2 separate regions of the Mus musculus genome follow, and region 2 is linked to region 1. A link is a contact called in public HiChIP or PLAC-seq data. All regions are on one chromosome and are shown on one strand. Each heading gives the region's core, a stretch centred on a gene start, on an enhancer-like site or on the middle of the called end of the contact. The rest is flanking DNA. Distances are from core to core; before and after follow the strand shown.

The links. HiChIP or PLAC-seq counts read pairs in DNA pulled down with a chosen protein or histone mark.
Region 2: an H3K4me3 HiChIP or PLAC-seq map of bone marrow-derived macrophages shows a contact between it and region 1, with 9 times the contacts expected there. The contact joins two enhancer-like sites. A contact is called at or near these places in 2 of 115 datasets of contacts at active chromatin or transcription factors (bone marrow-derived macrophages and stem cell-derived neural progenitor cells).

The regions. Positions count from the first base shown.
Region 1 is chr11:85,522,922-85,525,746 of GRCm38.p6, reverse strand. All of the region lies in intron 15 of Bcas3 (breast carcinoma amplified sequence 3), which reads right to left. Among named protein-coding and RNA genes, the nearest start is that of Bcas3, 170 kb to the right of the region's middle. Within about 2 kb of position 1,381, at least 82 of the 459 cell types and tissues checked have an H3K27ac peak or open chromatin away from gene starts, as enhancers often do. A contact at or near this core is called in bone marrow-derived macrophages, where this site is marked.
Region 2 is chr11:86,471,346-86,474,170 of GRCm38.p6, reverse strand. No RefSeq gene overlaps it. Among named protein-coding and RNA genes, the nearest start is that of Rnft1, 12 kb to the left of the region's middle. Within about 2 kb of position 1,415, at least 101 of the 459 cell types and tissues checked have an H3K27ac peak or open chromatin away from gene starts, as enhancers often do. A contact at or near this core is called in bone marrow-derived macrophages, where this site is marked.

The DNA of each region.
Region 1 (2,825 bases), core at 132-2,631:
AGGGGAAGCACCAGCGTGCTTTGTGGCTGCTCCGGAGGAGCGGCATCCCAGGTCAGGTTTGCAGAGCGTCATATTCCCAAACCAGTCATCATTAACGGACTCACTTCCACAGGAAAGGAAAAAAAGCCAAGAGTCTGAAAACTCCGGACAAAAGAAATCCCTGCAGACAGAGTAAAAACAAATTAAAAGACCCATTATAAAACACAGATGCTACAAGGAAAATAAACTTTCCAAGATTTACTGGGCTTTGACAAACCCGGACATTTGTGGAAAAGCCATCAACAGCAACTCCCAGGTAATGTGGGAGGAAGCTTGGCTCCTTTCTGCTTTATCTTTAGCCTCTGTGCAGAAGCTGCCAGGACTGGATTCCCAGCTTCTGGATGCAGGGAAGTGAGAACATGTGAACGAGGCAAACTGCCAAGCACGAGACATTTCTAAGGGAAGCAAGACCCCGAAAGTGCTGAGCACTTCACATTCTGCTGAACGCTAGAGCTACTATCAGCATACTCTGTGCATGGACTTCTTCAGGACACGTGAGAGGAAACGAATGAACAAATGAATGAGGCCATCGCTCCTCCTGATCCTCTTTGCTGCCCAATCACACCATGAAGTAAGGAAAAGAAAACCACCAAGCATGATGTGCAGCAGTCACAGCTCTGGAATCTCCTGCAAGGGGGAACTCAGAGTGGGAGACAGCCGAAAACCCGTGCCAGGTTAGCAGAAGCGTGAGATACACGTGGTCATGAGTGGGAGCCTTAGAAAGACTCCTTAAGAAAGAGGGCTGTGAGAAAGAACACAGACAACGAACAATGGGGTGTCCGGTGAGCCTCTTAGGAGGTCACTGGGGATCCGAGGACAAACAGGCATAGAGATGTTAAGATTCCTTTACAAGAGCAAATTAGCGTGCCCATGGGACAGCATAGTTAGGAGGTCTGCAGTTTTCTGGGTTTTCCTGTGCTCCTTAGACATAGGGCCCTAACCCACATCAGGCATCAGGCAGGCTATTTAAAAGGGCTTATGACAGACACCATCCATGTCTCAGCAAACCAGATGCCTCAGTCCAGTCCGTTTTCATCAATCTCCACAGACTAAAGGGATCTGCCACAGTTGAGGGGCTCTGCTTCTCACCCCATCAAGCTCCTGGCTGCAAGTAATGGAAATTGTATTTGGAAATTAAAATAACAAGGGTACCCCTCAAACCCAAACTCGCGGGTTCCTGGCACTCCCAACCCTATAGAAACATCCTTTCTCCCAATATTTCCTCATCTCCATCCTCCTCCCAACACTCTCGCTATTCTGAGGACAGCGTACAAGCGTCCTCCTGTCTACCCAGTCCCAGAGGAAAGCTGGGTAAGAAGCGCTCAGAGCCTCTGCGCATGCGCACAGTCCGTCCCACACAAAAGCAAAACTGCCGGTCTGCTTTTACTATCCGGCCCTGGACTTGGCGGGTATAAAGCAGCAAAATTTACCAAAGAGTTTTAAGTTAATTCTGGAGTTGAAAAGTTGACTTCTTGACTCTGTTAAAAAGAATACAATGGTAGCTTGTCCTAAAACAATCACTGGATAGCTGAGCTCTGCAAAGCTAGAAAGCATGCTTAGCTCTTGCTTGTGGTCTAATTTAACATTAAAGCATTCTCAACTAAATCTCAACTATTATTTAATCAAAATCAAATAAAATCCTTTAAAACATATATATGTATATTTATTTTTTTTAAGTGCTCAGTACAAACTGGAATTTCTAGTATATGGGTTGCTTTTGGTCAGAAAGGGAGTGTCTGTCCCTCCCTCCCTCCCTCCAGCTCTGCTCTCCCTCCCTCAGGCCCCTAGCCCGCCTCCTTTCCCTCACAGATGAGGATGACAAGCTTCCCAGCTGCAGTTCCTGGACTCTCAGCCTTCTTTCTGACCTTTTCTCAGGCATGTTCCAGTATATTCTGCAATCTACTCAGTAGGAAAAGGAAACAGCAGCGCCCTGGTGTGAGACAGTGCCTTCTGACCCGCAGACCAGGCTGCACAGGCCTGGGATCTCAGCAGGAGATGGAAGGAAAGAAAATTAGCTCTGGACATGGAGGCTGGACACGCTTTACCAAACAACTGCGCGGACTTAAACAGAGGCAGAATCTCCAAGGATGATCCCAACTGCAGTTCTTATTGCTGTGATTGTTGCTCCTTGGGAAGGCAGCAGATGACAAAACATTGCAACAGAAATCTAGCAAAAGCATTGGTTGCTTTTTCTAAGAAAGCTTCCTGGTACCACAGTAACCACTACGGGTACAGAGGAGGAAAACAATCCATGTTTTTCAGGTGGAGACAGTTATTAGTGATGTTCTGCTACAGCACACAGAATGGTCCAGAACTCACCATCTGGTGTTCTCCAGTGTCAAGGAGAATTAAAAGTATACCTCCAAGAGAATTGGTGGTCTGCCATCATGTGACTGTTTTGAACATATATTTATACATAACACATTATACTTGTGTCAATAGCACAACAGTTAATTCTCTAGCTGTTCTCTCCTGATTCTCAGAATATCCTCACCTGTTCCTTACTCTTAAAGTACTGTATGCTATTTTAATGTGTAATACAAGTACTTCCTGGAAGCTAAAATGAATTTTGGATTTAGGAGCCTGATTTATAAGAGTAAAATTTAAAAAGAAAGTCACTATTACAAAGCTTGTATGTACAGTAAGTATAATTTACTCTAAAAGGGCAGTTTGTGGCTAGAATGAGGGGTGAGGAGAAGTAGGGAGAAATAAGGCTGCCAGGGGGTTGTACCAAGGAGCTGGGATGGCTACATGGCTCTAGTACACAGAGGGAGAAAAGAACACAA
Region 2 (2,825 bases), core at 166-2,665, 950 kb before region 1:
CATGTGTCTGTGAGTGTGTCTGTGTGTGCTTGTGAATGTCTGAGTGTGTGCATGTGACTCTGTGTGAGTGTGTCTGTGTGTGCTTGTGAGTGTCTGTCTGAGTGTGTGCATGTGACTCTGTGTGCGTGTGTCTGTGTGTGCTTGTGAGTGTCTGTCTGAGTGTGTGCATGTGACTCTGTGTGCGTGTGTCTGTGTGTGCTTGTGAGTGTCTGTCTGAGTGTGTGCATGTGCCTGTGTGTGTGTATGTTAGCATGCGCTGGTGCTGAACTTCCTTAGGTTCAGCTGGGGAAGTGATTTGACTTTGCTGTGTCTCAGTTTCTGACTGTTCCTGAGCTTGTGTGATGAACTTTGGCTGACTTAAATAATTGTGGGTGGAGACGTTTACACACACACCCCTTCAGAGCTCCTAGGCTAGTCTAAGGAGGGGTGAACACATTTTATTAGTGTTTACAAAGCAACTATAATGCCGTCCCTCAAATGCTTGCAGGCTCCATCTTTCCCTGTGAGAGAATATTCAAATGCATTTTAAATATTCATATCATAGTTAAGTTAAAAAAATGTTTTTCTTGACAAATCAGTTTCTTGACCTTAAAATGAGCTTTTTTTTTCTGCTCAAGAAAAGAAACACCCCATTTGTTCAGATCCAGGAAAGATAGGGCATGGTCCTTGAAAACTCTTTAAAAATTGTAACTATTCAGACCACAGCGTTTGCTAAAAAGAGCTGCAGGAGGCAGGGCTAGTCAGGGAAATGAATTGATTAATGCAGCCGCTGCATTTTTTTCCACCTTCAATTTGATTTAAATTTAATATCCTCCCACAATGGAAAATGATTTACAATGAGAAGATGAGCTGGAAGAAAATGAAAATGGAAACAAGATGTCATCTCGCTTTACCATCCGACAGCTCTGCCGTGCCTCTCAGAACAGTGTTTGCCACTTACTGTAAATGAAACGGAATGTGTTTTAAAATAACAAAACGCTGCATTACTAGTGGACTCTCTCTGCAAACACATTCATCCCACTGAGCTCTGCTTTACATCTAGGTTGTTTTTAGCTCATTTCCTTTTGTGAAAAAGCAATTGGTGAGTTGATTTCCCAGTTTAGCCGTTGTAATAAAACATAAAAGGCATTTCTGTTTGGCCAAGCTCGTAGAGTGAGTCAAAAGCCCCAAAAAGCAACAAATGTAGGGCAGTGTAAAATTAGAAACTGCTGGCGTTTCTTGAGCGGCAGTCGCTGTGCTGGCGGATGCTCCTCCCCCCTTCTCACCACCAGCATGAATCTGAAGGTCACCTCTATGTACCAGATGACAGAACCCCATGTGCGTGTGCCTTTAGATAAGTTTATAATTCTCATAGCACAACACTCACCTGGGAAGTACCCAGCTCAGTGGGTGTTGTTTTTTTCACAGATGTCTACAGTGACCATCATTCCTAAGATGAACATTTTCTTCCTTTCATACAAACTCCTCGCTCATCCTCCCTGTCCTCAGGCCCTGGTGCTGGCAGCCGCCACCTTGCCGTCTGCGACTTGCCCATTCTAGACATTTGACATAAACAGAGTTATCAATAAGTAGCTCGAGTCACTGGCTTCTTTCAGTTGGCAGAATGTTCTCAGGTTTTGTAATGTTGATCCATGCACCAGCCTTTCGTTTTTAATGTACAGTGATATCCCACTGTATAAATTATACCAGTGTCCATATCAACAGACAATGGGCGCTTGGGTGGTTTTGTTTCTTGGTTATTGTTAAGCATACTGTTGGCATACATGTATAATAGTTTTGCCATTTGTTTTGGTTTTTTTTTTTTTAGATTTATTTATTTATTATATGTAAGTACACAGTACCTGTCTTCAGACACACCAGAAGAGGGCGTCAGATCTCATTACGAATGTTTGTGTGCCACTATGTGGTTGCTGGGATTTGAACTCAGGACCTTTGGAAGAGCAGTCAGTGCTCTTACCCACTGAGCCATTTTGCCAGCCCTTGTTTTTATTTTGAGGCAGGGTTTTACTGAATAGCCCAGGCTGGCTCAGAACTCATAATCCTCCTGCCTCAAGCTTCCAAGATACTAGGATTGCATGCATGCACCACACAGCCTCGTGGACAGATTTCTATGCCATTCTAGTTTTCTCACATTCTTGATACCATTTATATGCCTCCCCCCTCCCCCATTATAGCGCACACGTGCTATGCAAGTGTGCTACCACGGCCCTACATCGCCAGCCCAGAGAAATGTTTCTGTTGTCATGTTGCTAAGGGATTAGTTGATAGGATCTCTTGGACGAGCAGTAAAGGATTTGTTGAAAGGCTTTTCAGCAAGGCAGAAAAGGAGAGACTGTTGAAGAACACAATAAATGATCAGGGGAACTGGAGACATGGGCTTAGAAAACTGAGCAAGTGGGGTCAGCAGTGGGAAAAAGCAGGGGTGTGTCACCCATACAGGGGGGAGAGGGGAAGGTTCTGCCGCCTGAGCGTGTAGACCTTGGCTACCAGAGTCAAAACTGGGTTCTGATGTGAAGGGTGGAGGTGCAAGTCTCTAAGGCCAGCGTTCGAGAAGCTAAGGGAGAAGGAAGGACTTGTGCATTTGAAGCCAGTTGAGTGAAACCTGTCTCCAAAAGGTGAATCCAGGAAACAGAAAGATGCCTTTGAGAATCCCACTCGAGATTTCAAGTCTCAGGGGGAGTCTGGCCAGACAAGCCCAGATCAGACCCTATGCGTTTGCTTCCTGGGTTGGAAGGGGTGCTGGCATATCGGATGTATGGATTTCTCTAAAAGGCAGGATGTCATATAGCCCGTGCTGTTAGCTCCCTTGGTAGCCGAGGATGACT